Linked DNA regions of Mus musculus: region 1 is linked to region 2. Evidence: chromatin contacts called from public Hi-C data. All regions are on one chromosome and are shown on one strand. The core of a region is the stretch at or near the end of the contact, and the rest is flanking DNA. Distances in the headings are between cores, read along the strand shown. Region 1 holds the start of Prkd1 (protein kinase D1). Region 2 overlaps Prkd1 (protein kinase D1).

Region 1 (6,215 bases), core at 1,065-3,564, 210 kb after region 2:
ACCGAGTTTTCGGTTTTTTTGTTTTTTTACAATGTAAGTTCCTAATCATCTCAAGACTTTTTTTCCTAAGTGAACCTTCTGTGTATCTACTACTGAGGCTGTCCCAGCCTGCTTTGCCCTGCATGTCCTCTTGCTTGCACTTCTCCTGGGTACTGATAACACTCCCAGGCAGCAACCCAGAGTCAACTGTAAAATTCACTGTATCCAAACCCCAACCCAAACCTCTTGAATCATATTCCCCACTCAAAACCTCAAGGACAGACCAGAAACACAGAAACACACAGAGTTTAAGCAGGTCAAAACAAAGTTTGTATTAACTTAGCCCTTTTGGGATATTCTAACACTACACCATCTTCTTTAGAACTTACAGTTAGATTGTTGTTATAGTACCGAAGGGACTTTCTGAATAATTTCATTACATGTGTTGTGTATGCCTGTGTGGCAGTGCTTTTTAATTAATTAATCCATATCATAACAGAAATATTTGAAGGCTATACAGTGAGGCAGTCAGAGCCTAGAATACTTGCATAATTCACCATCCTGGGGGAGGGGGCGGCTGGATTCAGTACTTCAAGGGAACTACAAAGAGTTCAATTATATAACGAAAAAATATCACTCCCTTTAATTAACAAAACTTCAAGGCACTCACTGTTACTTGAGTCTGACCTCTAGAATTTTCACTTCCTGCATTAGTGGGTGCTTCCCCAGAGCAACTCCCTAGACCTCTGTACTCAGCACCACTATTTACACCGCTCAAAAAGCGTAAGACACGTTGTTCCAAACAGTTTAAGAAAATCCGCTCTTGACTGTTCATTAAAGGGTGAGAACTAGCCAGTCAGCCCTCCAGAGTTGAAAGTCAGCACCTTTAGCTAACTCCTCTATCTCTCTCTCCTCCCCCAGAACCCTGGCAGTCCATACTGTGAAGGAGTGGCACCAAGGGCCCTTCCCCCTTACATGAAGCATCCTTCTGGATGGCTGTGGAGATAACCTAACTTCAAAAGTGCACTGGAAACAATGATGGGTGGCCTAGCCCAGCTTTATGGGCCTCTCCCCAGCCAGTCTTTGATGACCACTATCCAAAGTCCCATAGCCTCAAACTTAAGAGCAAAGCCAGCACTGGATGTTCTTGGAACCACAGACCTTCTCACTACTCCAGTCTCCCAAGATCAGTGCATGGAAATTTAAGCCAAAAAACGCTGTAAATTTCAGGTTTTATTGTTGGAAAATGTTTCTAAGCTCGCACAGTGGTAGTACTAAATCCAGGGCGGACTTGGGTAGTGGTACCAACTCCTCGGTTGTTTTCACAGCTGGCTTAATCAATCACCCTTTCTTAAAAGCACTATTGGCAGGTGAGAAATTCCTGGCGTCCAGGTCACACCCGGAACTCCTCAGCATCAATTAGAGCTGAAAGAGGATGTAGTGGAAGGGAGTGGGGCTGAAAAAGCTCTGGGCTGTCCCAAGGGATCTCTGGCGCTGGAAAGCGGATCTGGTACCAGGTAGGCTCTGGTCCAGGGAAAAAGAGTCAGGACAGCCAGGAAACCTCAAGAATACGCCGGAGCGCGAGGAGAAAAGTGCAAGATTCCTTGAACTGTCATCGCAAGAAGGGAGGTAAAGGAGGTGAGAAGGCAGGCGTGCCAGAGAAGGAGCAGGAGGTCAGCCCCCAGGAAGACTGCGCGGCAGGCAGAGCAGTGCCTGGGGCTAGGGCATGCAGTCCGGCCACAGCCAGGCTGTACGGCGCAGGCGAGGTCGGCTGCAAAGTTGGTGGACCCGGGGCACCTTACCTTCTGGTCCACGATGGAACAAGCCATCTCCCGGACATGCGCCAGGCTGTAGTCGCCAGAGGAGTCCTGCAGGAGCAGCACCGGCTCGCGGCTCAGGCCGATCTGCAGATGGAACGAGATGCCCCCCGCCGGGGCGGCCCCAGGCGCCGGGAAGGGCGCGGGCCCGGAGCCTGGGACCAGCGCAGCGGCGGCAGCAGCCACGGCGGCCGCGGCGGGCAGGAGCGGGCTAGGCGGTCGCAGCAGCGGAGGGACGCTCATCGCGCCAGTGAGCCCCAAAGTTTGGCGGACGTGGGGCGCGGCGCCGCTGCCTGCGGCGGCGGAGAAGAACCACCAAACTTTCCGGGAAAGTCCGCGCGCGGGGACAGGGCGCGCGACCGGAGCTGGTGAGGGCGGGAGCCGCGAAGATGGCCGAGCGGAGCCGGGGCCGGCGGGCGGGCAGGCGAGCAGGCGGGCGCGCGGCAGCGCGGGGGAGGCGCCCAGCTACTGCGGCCGCGGCGCGCTCCGCTCCGGGGACCACGGCGGGTCCGCGCGACCGGCGCCGGCGGGGCGGGGCGGGGCGAGGGCGGCGCCGCGGAGCCGACGAGGGGAACCGGAGCCCGACGGGGAGCCGCCCCCTGCGCGCAGCAGCCGCCCCAGCCCACTCGGCGGACTCTAAAGCCGCGGACCCGCCCATTCAGGGCAGTCCTGACCACCCCCTTCCAAGCGCCCGCACAGGAGTGGACCGGGAAACGCCAGCCTGGTAGAGCCCACCTAACGGGGGACTCCCTCTGGGAGCCCTCGAGTTTGTTAAAGGGCCAGTCAGCTGACCTCTTTAAAACCGTGTCTCTCTTGTAATAGCGGAGTCTGTATCCTTTCCATCAACCCCACCTGCTCCACCCACCGCCTTCTTAAGGGTCTAAATAGGGTTCTTGCTTTCTACTTTGTTTTGTGTTTGGAACTTCTGTGTTTCAGCCTCTTCAAAACTGTCAACCTTAACCTGGCTTTCTAGGAGCAATTCCAGCCCCACACCCACAGCACTAATTTTGATCTGATTATACTGGTGGCTGGGCAAAAAGAGGTGCTTCAGAGACAGTAGAGCCTGACTATATTTCTGTCCTTTCTATCGGGATGGGTTCTTTGCATCTGTAGATGTACAGGGACCCTATTTGGTTTAACAGGCTGCAATGATTGTTATCAGAGGCCTTCTGATAATTCTTAGTAAATTCTGAACAGGCTCCATCTTGGCAGCGCTTCTTCTCACTTTAGTTTCCCCAATGTGTCCTCTTACATGCACAAGCACACAAACCATTTTTGCATATTTTCGTTTGCAGTGTGTTAATTTTGTTTTGTTTTGGTTGGTTTGCTTGTTTGTCTGTTTTTGATTAATGGTTCTCTTCTGGACCAGAACATTGAGATGTGGTTTTCTACAGAGTTGTGTTGTATGTCAGTAATGGAATCTTGAAATTCCCACCTACATATAGTCAATTCACTATTCTAGAAAACTCTCTAAATTAATGGTACAAACGACTATTTGAGTAGACTGGATAGGGGTGTCGTTCCTAAGTTTACAGACTGCTTTAAAGGAACTAGTTTTACCTAAGCCATCTGTGCTTTCTAGCTATCATAGCTCTGAACACAGGACTTCTGTCCCAGAGTCTGCGGGCACTAGCTATCCACTTATGAAGTCAGACTATGTTCTTGCCATAACTGATTACATTGAAAATATAAAAGTAAGACAGTAAATGAAGTTAGTTCTGACAGCAACAATTGCCATAAATAACAGTAACACAGTGGTTAACAGCAGTAACCATGATCAAGAACATGAGGCTCAACACTTTGACCAGTGAAGAAAACAAATCTTTCCTGGGGTGTTTCCATTTGAGCCAAGGACTGGTTGATGGGAAGGACTGGTCTTAAGACAAGCTTAGGTAATGGTCTTCAAGTCATATAGCATGCAAAAGACCCCAAGAGAGGGCTTACTGCACTTGCTTAAGGCACAGAAGAAATGAGGCTGGAGGGCAAATAGGAACCAGTTCTTCAAAGCTGTGCTAAATTGTTTGTGGTTTATTCTCAATGCACCACTGAACCACTGGGAGGATTTCAACAAGCCAGTAGATGTGATTAACATGTTTTGAAGGAACATTCTTTGACTGTTATGCAGGAAGCAAATCGCAAGCGAAAGGAATAAAAGCAGGGGCAGTAGGTTAGGGACCCTAGCTGTTGCCCCTCCCTCTACAGGATCATCATGATGGTAGTGGAGGTGCTGAGAAACAAGAGGCTAGAGTTCTTAATGTGGAGGCAGGATGGAGACCCTGCTGTTTACGCAGATTCTCCAATGGTAGGGAAATAGAAGTGTCACCAAGGACTCTATGGTTTTTTGAGAAATGTGTGTGATTCTCTGCTGCTAATAATTGAGACAGAAAACAGAAAAGAAGCAGGTTGGGGAGAAGGACGATTCATTCTCTAAGCATTTCGTTTGAAATGACACTAAACAGTCAAATGGTAATAACCAGAACAGGAATTATGAGCCCCATATTCAAGGAACAGAAGTGGGTCAAGACTACATTGGAGGTCAATTCAAAGCTAGACAAGGTTTCTCAGAACAACTTCACATACTCATCAATTTTATGAGAGAGAGAGAGAGAAAAACACGGGTGAACCACTTTGGAAGAAAAATCTGTGAATAACTCCTTATGCTGTATCCATGATGTGAAAGATTCTTGTAGGGTGCTGGAAATAGTTGAAAAGGAAGCAAAAGACAGAAACAGACCAAGAAATTGAAATTATTTTAAAGAACCTAAGCCATTACTAGATGAAGAAAAAAAAAAAGGAAGCAACACAAAGACACAACAAAACTTAAAGCAGCTTGAACTCTATAGCCAGCAGAACCTCACACACACACACTCTCTCTCTCTCTCTCTCTCTCTCTCTCTCTCTCTCTCACACACACCCTCTCACACACATACACACACACACTCACACACACACTCACACACACACTCACACACACACTCACACACACTCACACACACACACTCACTCACACACACTCACACTCAAACACACACACTCACATACACACAGAGTTGACAGTTCCAAGTTTCTTTCCTATGGGGAGCTGGATTGAGACAGCATCTCACTCTGTAGGCAAAGATGACCTCAATGGGCTATGGTCCTGTTTCCTCCTCACCGGAGCTGGAGCTGGAGCTGGGATTTCAGCCATGTGCCACACCCAGTGAGTGTGGAAATTGTTATGGTAGGCATGTGAAGACTGGAAGGCTGCGAACTGGTACTAACTTTTGCTGAATGGCAAAGGAATGAATGGATATATCTAAGGAACCTGGTATATTTCTCTTTTGACTACAAAATAATGAGCAAAACACATGGAGGATTTGGGAGGGCATTAGTGATTTCAAGCCCTTCTAGATATTTTACCCTTGGAAAACAAAAGAGTACTTAAGAAATAAGTTGTGACTAAAATTAATGACTGAGTCTTTTTTTATTATTATTATTAATTATAATTAAGTAAGTACACTGTAGCTGTCTTCAGACAGCACCTGAAGAGGGCCTCAGATCTCATGAGTGATTGTGAGCCACCATGTGGTTGCTGGGATTTGAACTCCAGACCTTCAGAAGAGCAGTCGGGTGCTCTTACCCACTGAGCCATCTCACCAGCCCCATGACTGAGTCTTTTGAAATGAATTCTTTCCAGTTTGCATTTTGGCTAATGTTGCTGAGGTAACTCTGATGATATCTAACGACATCGTCCAAGAAGTTTCAAAGCTTTAATCAACATTCTACCCTAAATGAGTGACCAGGGTGCATAAAACAATGCTAATCTTGTAGGTGTTTTTCAAACAGGTTATATGTCCCAATAATTTTGGAATTATCTAGTAATTTAAAATCAACAATAGAAAGCAGTTTGAAAAAGAAAAAAAGTCTGATTTGAATAAAAGTCAGATTAGGAGAACTTTAAACTTGGTCCAACTAAGAGGGGTAGCAGAAACAGAAAATAAAATTTAAAATCTCACAGTTCTGTGGATGAAGGGATTATACACTCTAGTCTAAACATTTACAATGTAAGATACTGAGGACTAGAGGAACTATATAAAAACTTTGAAAGTTTGGAACTCAAAAATATGAAGCAGATATGATTATAGCATATACTTTCTATATATATTATTGAACTCTAGAAGCTGTTGCTTAAGGATAAATATGGAGAGATGAATGTATCAGTGGATGGATGGATGGATGGATAGATGGATGGATGGATACACATTTTATTGTTGCTTGTTTTAAAGTATTCATAATAATTTTCTGTCAACCCGGGTTAGATACAGATGGCACAAAGGGCACAAAAGAAAAATAAGGTTCTAATGGTGTGCTGCATGGTTTTATGTCAACTTGACACAAGCTATAGTCCTCTGAGAAGAGAGGACCTCAATTAATAAAATC
Region 2 (5,622 bases), core at 1,395-3,894:
CTAGTCTCTACATGCTCTTCAAAACCAATACACTGAAAGCAATCCTTTTCCTCAAATTTATTGGTCATAACTTCCTAAATATTTGAATATACACCATTTTTTGCAGAAGTTTAAAGGAATAGGGATTGTAAACATGACCAAAATATAATATGCATGCATAAAAATGATACAGTGCAATCTATTATTTTGTACAAAATAATACACTCTAATAAAATTTACAAAAAAAGATGTTTTCTTCGTACATACTTTTACACAGGTATATGGATAACTTAAATGCCAATCTATACTTAGAAAAACAGAATGAACAATTGAGCAATCTTCCTAAATACTCCACAGTACATGACTTCATTGATATTTTTACCTATTTATAAGATGTAGCATCTGTCCATAACTTATTTTTTTCTTTCAAATGGCTATAATTAACTCAAAGAATATTTGTCAAAATAATTTAAATGAAAAATATATTCCAAGTACTATATTACTTTGTACCATATTCATTTGGTATATAAAATTATGACAGACACATTTCAAGAAATAAACATATTTTGTACCTTTATTAAAGTTTAACTCTAAATATAATACTCAAATATAATCCCAAACAGTAAAACTTCTCATGGGAAATCTAGAAGAAAACGTTTTTTATTTTTATTTTTTTTCCTCCCCGAGCCCCTTGGCTTTCCTTGCTTTGCTTTATTTATTTATTTATTTACTTACTTACTTATTTACTTATGGGAGGATGAGGTGGGAACAGAACTGCCCATATCTTGAGTGGGTCTCAAAGTTTCTATGTAATCAAGATGACCCTGAATTTCTGATCTTCCTTGAGCTGCAGGAGTGCTGGCATTACAAACATATGTCATCACTTCCATAGCGCATGGAGCTTAGTCAAATCAAGGGCTTTATTTTTTTTTCCATTTTTTATTAGGTATTTAGCTCATTTACATTTCTAATGCTATACCAAAATTCCCCCATACCCACCCACCCCCACTCCCCTACCCACCCACTCCCCCTTTTTGGCCCTGGCGTTCCCCTGTACTGGGGCATATAAAGTTTGTGTGTCCAATGGGCCTCTCTTTGAGTGATGGCCGACTAGGCCATCTTTTGACACAAGGGCTTTATAAACAAAAGGAAACAGTCGACCAACACTGAAATTTCTTAGGTACTAAGAAAAAGTACATCTCAGATCTGAAAAATGATAAAACAACAAATCAAAAATATTTCATTTTGGGGAGGAAATATAGCCACTTGGAAATTAATTTGGTGGTTTCTTATAAAATTGGGAATAGATGTACTTCAAGACCCAGGTGTATCACTCTTGGGTATTTATCAAAAAGATGTTCCACGATACCACAAGGACATTTGGTCAACTATCTTCATAACAGCTTTATTCATAATAGATAGAAACTTGAAACACCCTGTATGTTCCTCAAGTGAAGAATGGATAAAGAAAAGTGGTTCATTTAGACAATGGAGTATTACTAAGCTATTTTTTAAAAAAATGACTTTATAAAATTTGGAAGCAGCCAGGCGTGGTGGCGCATGCCTTTAATCCCAGCACTCAGGAGGCAGAGGCAGGTGGATTTCTGAGTTCTGGTCTACAAAGTGAGTTTCAGGACAGCCAGGGCTACACAGAGAAACCCTGTCTCAAAAAAACCAAACAACAACAAAATTTTGGAAGCAAATGAATGGAACTAAGAAATATCATCTTGAATGACATTAAAAAAAAGACACAGAAAGTTAGACATGGTATGCACTCACTTATAAATGGATTCTAAATATCACAATCCAGAAGCCCAAAGAAGCTAAGTAACAAGGAGAGTCCAAAGGGGTTGGCTTGAATCTCACTTAGAAGGGGAAATAGAATAAACACCTGGGGAGACAGAGAGAGGAGACTCAATGGCAGGGGAAGTATAAGAACAGGAGGGATCAGATGGGGGAAGACAGAGGAAGAGAGGAAGAGAGGGAGAGGGGGAGAGGGGGAGAGGGGGAGAGGAGAGGGAGGGAGGGAGGGAGAGAGGGAGAGAGGGAGGGAGGGAGGGAGGGAGGGAGGGAGGGAGGGAGGGAGAGAGGGAGGAAGGGAGGGAGGGAGAGAGGGAGAGAGGGAGGGAGAGAGGGAGGAAGGGAGGGAGGGAGAGAGGGAGAGAGGGAGGGAGAGAGGGAGAGAGTCCTGGTAAAGACAAGTGTAATCAGGTTGGGAGGCAGAACTCTGGGACAAAACTAGAATCTAGGAAAATGGAAACTCCAAGGAAGCTAGGAAGATAACTCCAGCTAAGACTCCTGGCAATGGATATGAAGCCTGAAACACCTATCACCAGTAAGCAGGCAAGACTTCCAGTGAAGGGACTGGAACTCCAACCCAGCCACAAAACTTTCAACTCACAATCTGTCCAGCCTACAAGATATGCAGGGGTAAAGATAAAGTAAAAATTGAGGAAATTGCCAACAATAACTGGTCCAGGTTGAGACTAATGGCATGCAAGGGAACACACCCCTGACGCTCTTAATGATATTCTGCTATAGTTGCAGACAGGACTGTCATCAGAGAGGTTTCTAGTAGTAACTGATGGAGACGTATGCATAGACCCACAGTCAGTCACTAGGTGGAGCTTGGGCAATCCTATGGAAGAGTGAAGCAAGGACTGAGAGAGCCAGAGGGGTAAAGGACACCACAAGACACCCTATAGAACCAACTAACCTGGTCCAGTAGGAGCTTACAGAGACAGAATTGTCAGGTATGCAGTATGCATGAGACAGACCCAGGGCATCTGCACATATGTAACAGTTTTGCAGCTTGATCTTCATGAGGGACTCCTAACAGTGACAGCAGGGACTATCTCCAATTGCCTGTCTTTGGATCCATTTCCCCTAACTGGGCTTCCTTGTCTAGTCTAGATATGAGAAGATGAGCCTAGTTTTATGGGAGCAGTGGGGGATGGGGGAGAAAAACCATAGCCTGGTAGACAATGCTTATAATAAAATAATCAGATCTAGTTTCTAAGAGTGTTTCAATAGCTGTAAAGAAGCAAAATGCCATCATTAATATTAAATATATAACTGGTATAATTTTATTATCAAAATATCAGCATAAATATACTACGTAAATAATTATTTAAACAATCTGTTCGCTTATGCAACCCAATCAGTGAGACAGATAGGCTAACTGTGGATCTCCAGATCCAGTGCTCAAATTTACACCCAGCTCTTGATCAGAACACCTAGCACAGTCTCCAGTTCCACCCCCTGTAACCCACACTGCCTCCTGCACCTCTCATAGAACCCAAAGACCTTCCTTTCCTAAACTCCCCACCACATCTTTGATAAATCCTGGCCAATAACTCAAAGTAGAATCTTTAGGAACATAGGCAATGCTGACCAGGTAAGCAAGTAGGTTAAGGGCAGATTACTTCTCGCTCCTAATCCCATTCCCCAGTCTCACTGATAGCTCTATAGCAGACCTTCTGCTGTGGCTGCTCCTAAATCTCTGCTCCCATTTCAATGGGGTATAACTAAGCAGAACCTAGTGGAACACTCTGCTCTCCTCCCTCCTATGAACCCACTCAGCCCCACCCTGGCCCATCCCCATTCCTAAATGTCAGCTCCCATAGCTAAGAAACACATTTTAGATACAATTCATAGACACACCTAACAGGACTCCATAAAAAAATTGTACCAGGCAACATGTCCCCAATACACTTCTAAGAACCAGACAGGAAACAAAAACCAAAGAACAAAACACTCACCCAACAAAGACAAGATAATCAGCATCTAGAATTAGAATTTCCACAATGCAAGAAGCCGGATAGGAATATAAAAACACAATCAATAACAGCCCAGACAATATATCTGGATTGGAGCTGAAAAACTACAGCAGGACCTGAATAGTCCAACATAGCCGAAGCACAAGAAAAAGATTGTAAAAGAAACTTTATAAATGTGATAAAAATTCCTTAAATGGAAATTGATAAACTCTTAAAGAAATCTATGAAAACATAAACAGACACTGGGAGGACATGAAAAATTCATTCCAGACCTGAAAATGAAGGTAGAATTTAAAGCACACAAACAAACAAAACAAAAAACAAAAAACAAAATATCTATAAAATAAGCTAAATCTGGAAATAAAATATTTAGGAACTCAGATAATCACAGAGAAAAGCAATAGAATATAAGAAATGGGAGAGAAAATCTTACACATTTAAGACACGATGGAAGAAATAGATATAGCAGTTAAAGAAAATGTTAAATCTAAAAACTCCTGGCACAAAACATTCAGGAAATCTGGCACACCATGAAAAGACCAAATCTAAGAATAGGAATAGGAAGACAAGAAATGTAGGTAAAAGGCCCATAATATAATTTCAACAAAATCATAGAAAGTTTGGCTAATCTTAAAAGATGCCCACTTAAAATACTACAATACAGAACATCAAATAGACTTGACCAGAAAAGAATGTCTGCTTAGCACAAAATTTAATCAAAAGTAAATGTACAGAATAAATAAATCAATCACATTAAAAGCTAGAAGAAAAAGGAACAAGTAACCCATAAAGGCAGTCCTATTAGACTTCTAAATCTCTTCTCAATGGAGACTCTAAAAGTCTAATAGGCCTGGACAAAATGTACTTCAGAATCTAAGAGATCACAGATGCTAGCCCAGACTTTTATACCCAGAAAACTTTCAGTCATCAGAGAAAGAAAAAATAAGACATCGCATGATAAAACCAAATTTAAGCAATATAGATCTACAAATCCAGAAGGTTCTAGAAGATAAAAAAAAAAAAAATTGCGACCTAAAAGATTGATTGTATCAGAGAAAACAAAGGGAATAAATAATATTTGACCACCAAAATTAAACGAGGCTAATCATATACCCACAACAAAAACTACAACAAAATAACAGGAATCAAAACCATAGCACATAGACACCTCTCATCATCACTGTCAATTCCCCAGTAAAATACAGAGACTAACAGAATGAGTGGGAAAACAGGATTCATCCTTTTGTTGCATACAAGATACACACCCTAACATCAATCATATATATCTTCTAAGAGTAAGAGGGTAGAAAGATATTCCAAGCAAATGATCCTAAGATGCAAGCTGGTTTAGCCATTTAATATCTGACAAAACAGACTTCAAACTAAAACTAATCAGAAGAGACAGGGAAGAACACTGCATACTTACTGAAGAAAACAATCCACCAAGAAGACATTGCAATTCTAAACAGCTATGCTCCAAAGACAAGTGTACCCAAGTTTGTAGAATGAGCACTACTACAGACTAAATTGCATTTTAACTATCACACTGGAATAGTGGGAGACTTCATTCTTACCAATAGACAGGCCATTCAGGCAAAAATTCATCAGAGAACTGTTAAGAGTTAATTTACACACCAAATCCAAGAACACTTTAAAAAAAATCATCCACCATGATCAAATAGGCTCATGCCAGATGTGCAGGGATGGGATAAAATACACAAATCAACAAATTTATCCAATCATATAAACAAACTGAATGACAAAATAATCCACATGCTCATTTTATTGCATGTATAAAGGGCATTTGACAAAAATCGAATACCCATTCATAAAAAAAAAGAAAAAAAGTTCTGAGAGTCTAGTA

Evidence for each region. A called contact is a pair of places that touch in the nucleus more often than the background predicts.
Region 1: a contact with region 2 is called in a Hi-C map of rod photoreceptor, with 3 times the contacts expected there. The contact joins the promoter of Prkd1 here to the enhancer-like site in region 2. A contact is called at or near these places in 8 of 39 promoter capture datasets (the 3T3-L1 cell line, 3T3-L1-derived adipocytes, cranial neural crest and 4 more) and 1 of 484 Hi-C or Micro-C datasets (rod photoreceptor).

The regions. Positions count from the first base shown.
Region 1 is chr12:50,646,935-50,653,149 of GRCm38.p6, forward strand. It overlaps Prkd1 (protein kinase D1), which reads right to left and starts at 2,315. Exons shown (of 19, transcript NM_008858.4): 1 at 1,782-2,315. The coding sequence starts at 2,039.
Region 2 is chr12:50,439,452-50,445,073 of GRCm38.p6, forward strand. All of the region lies in intron 2 of Prkd1 (protein kinase D1), which reads right to left. Among named protein-coding and RNA genes, the nearest start is that of Prkd1, 210 kb to the right of the region's middle. Within about 2 kb of position 2,645, at least 2 of the 459 cell types and tissues checked have an H3K27ac peak or open chromatin away from gene starts, as enhancers often do. A contact at or near this core is called in rod photoreceptor, where this site is marked.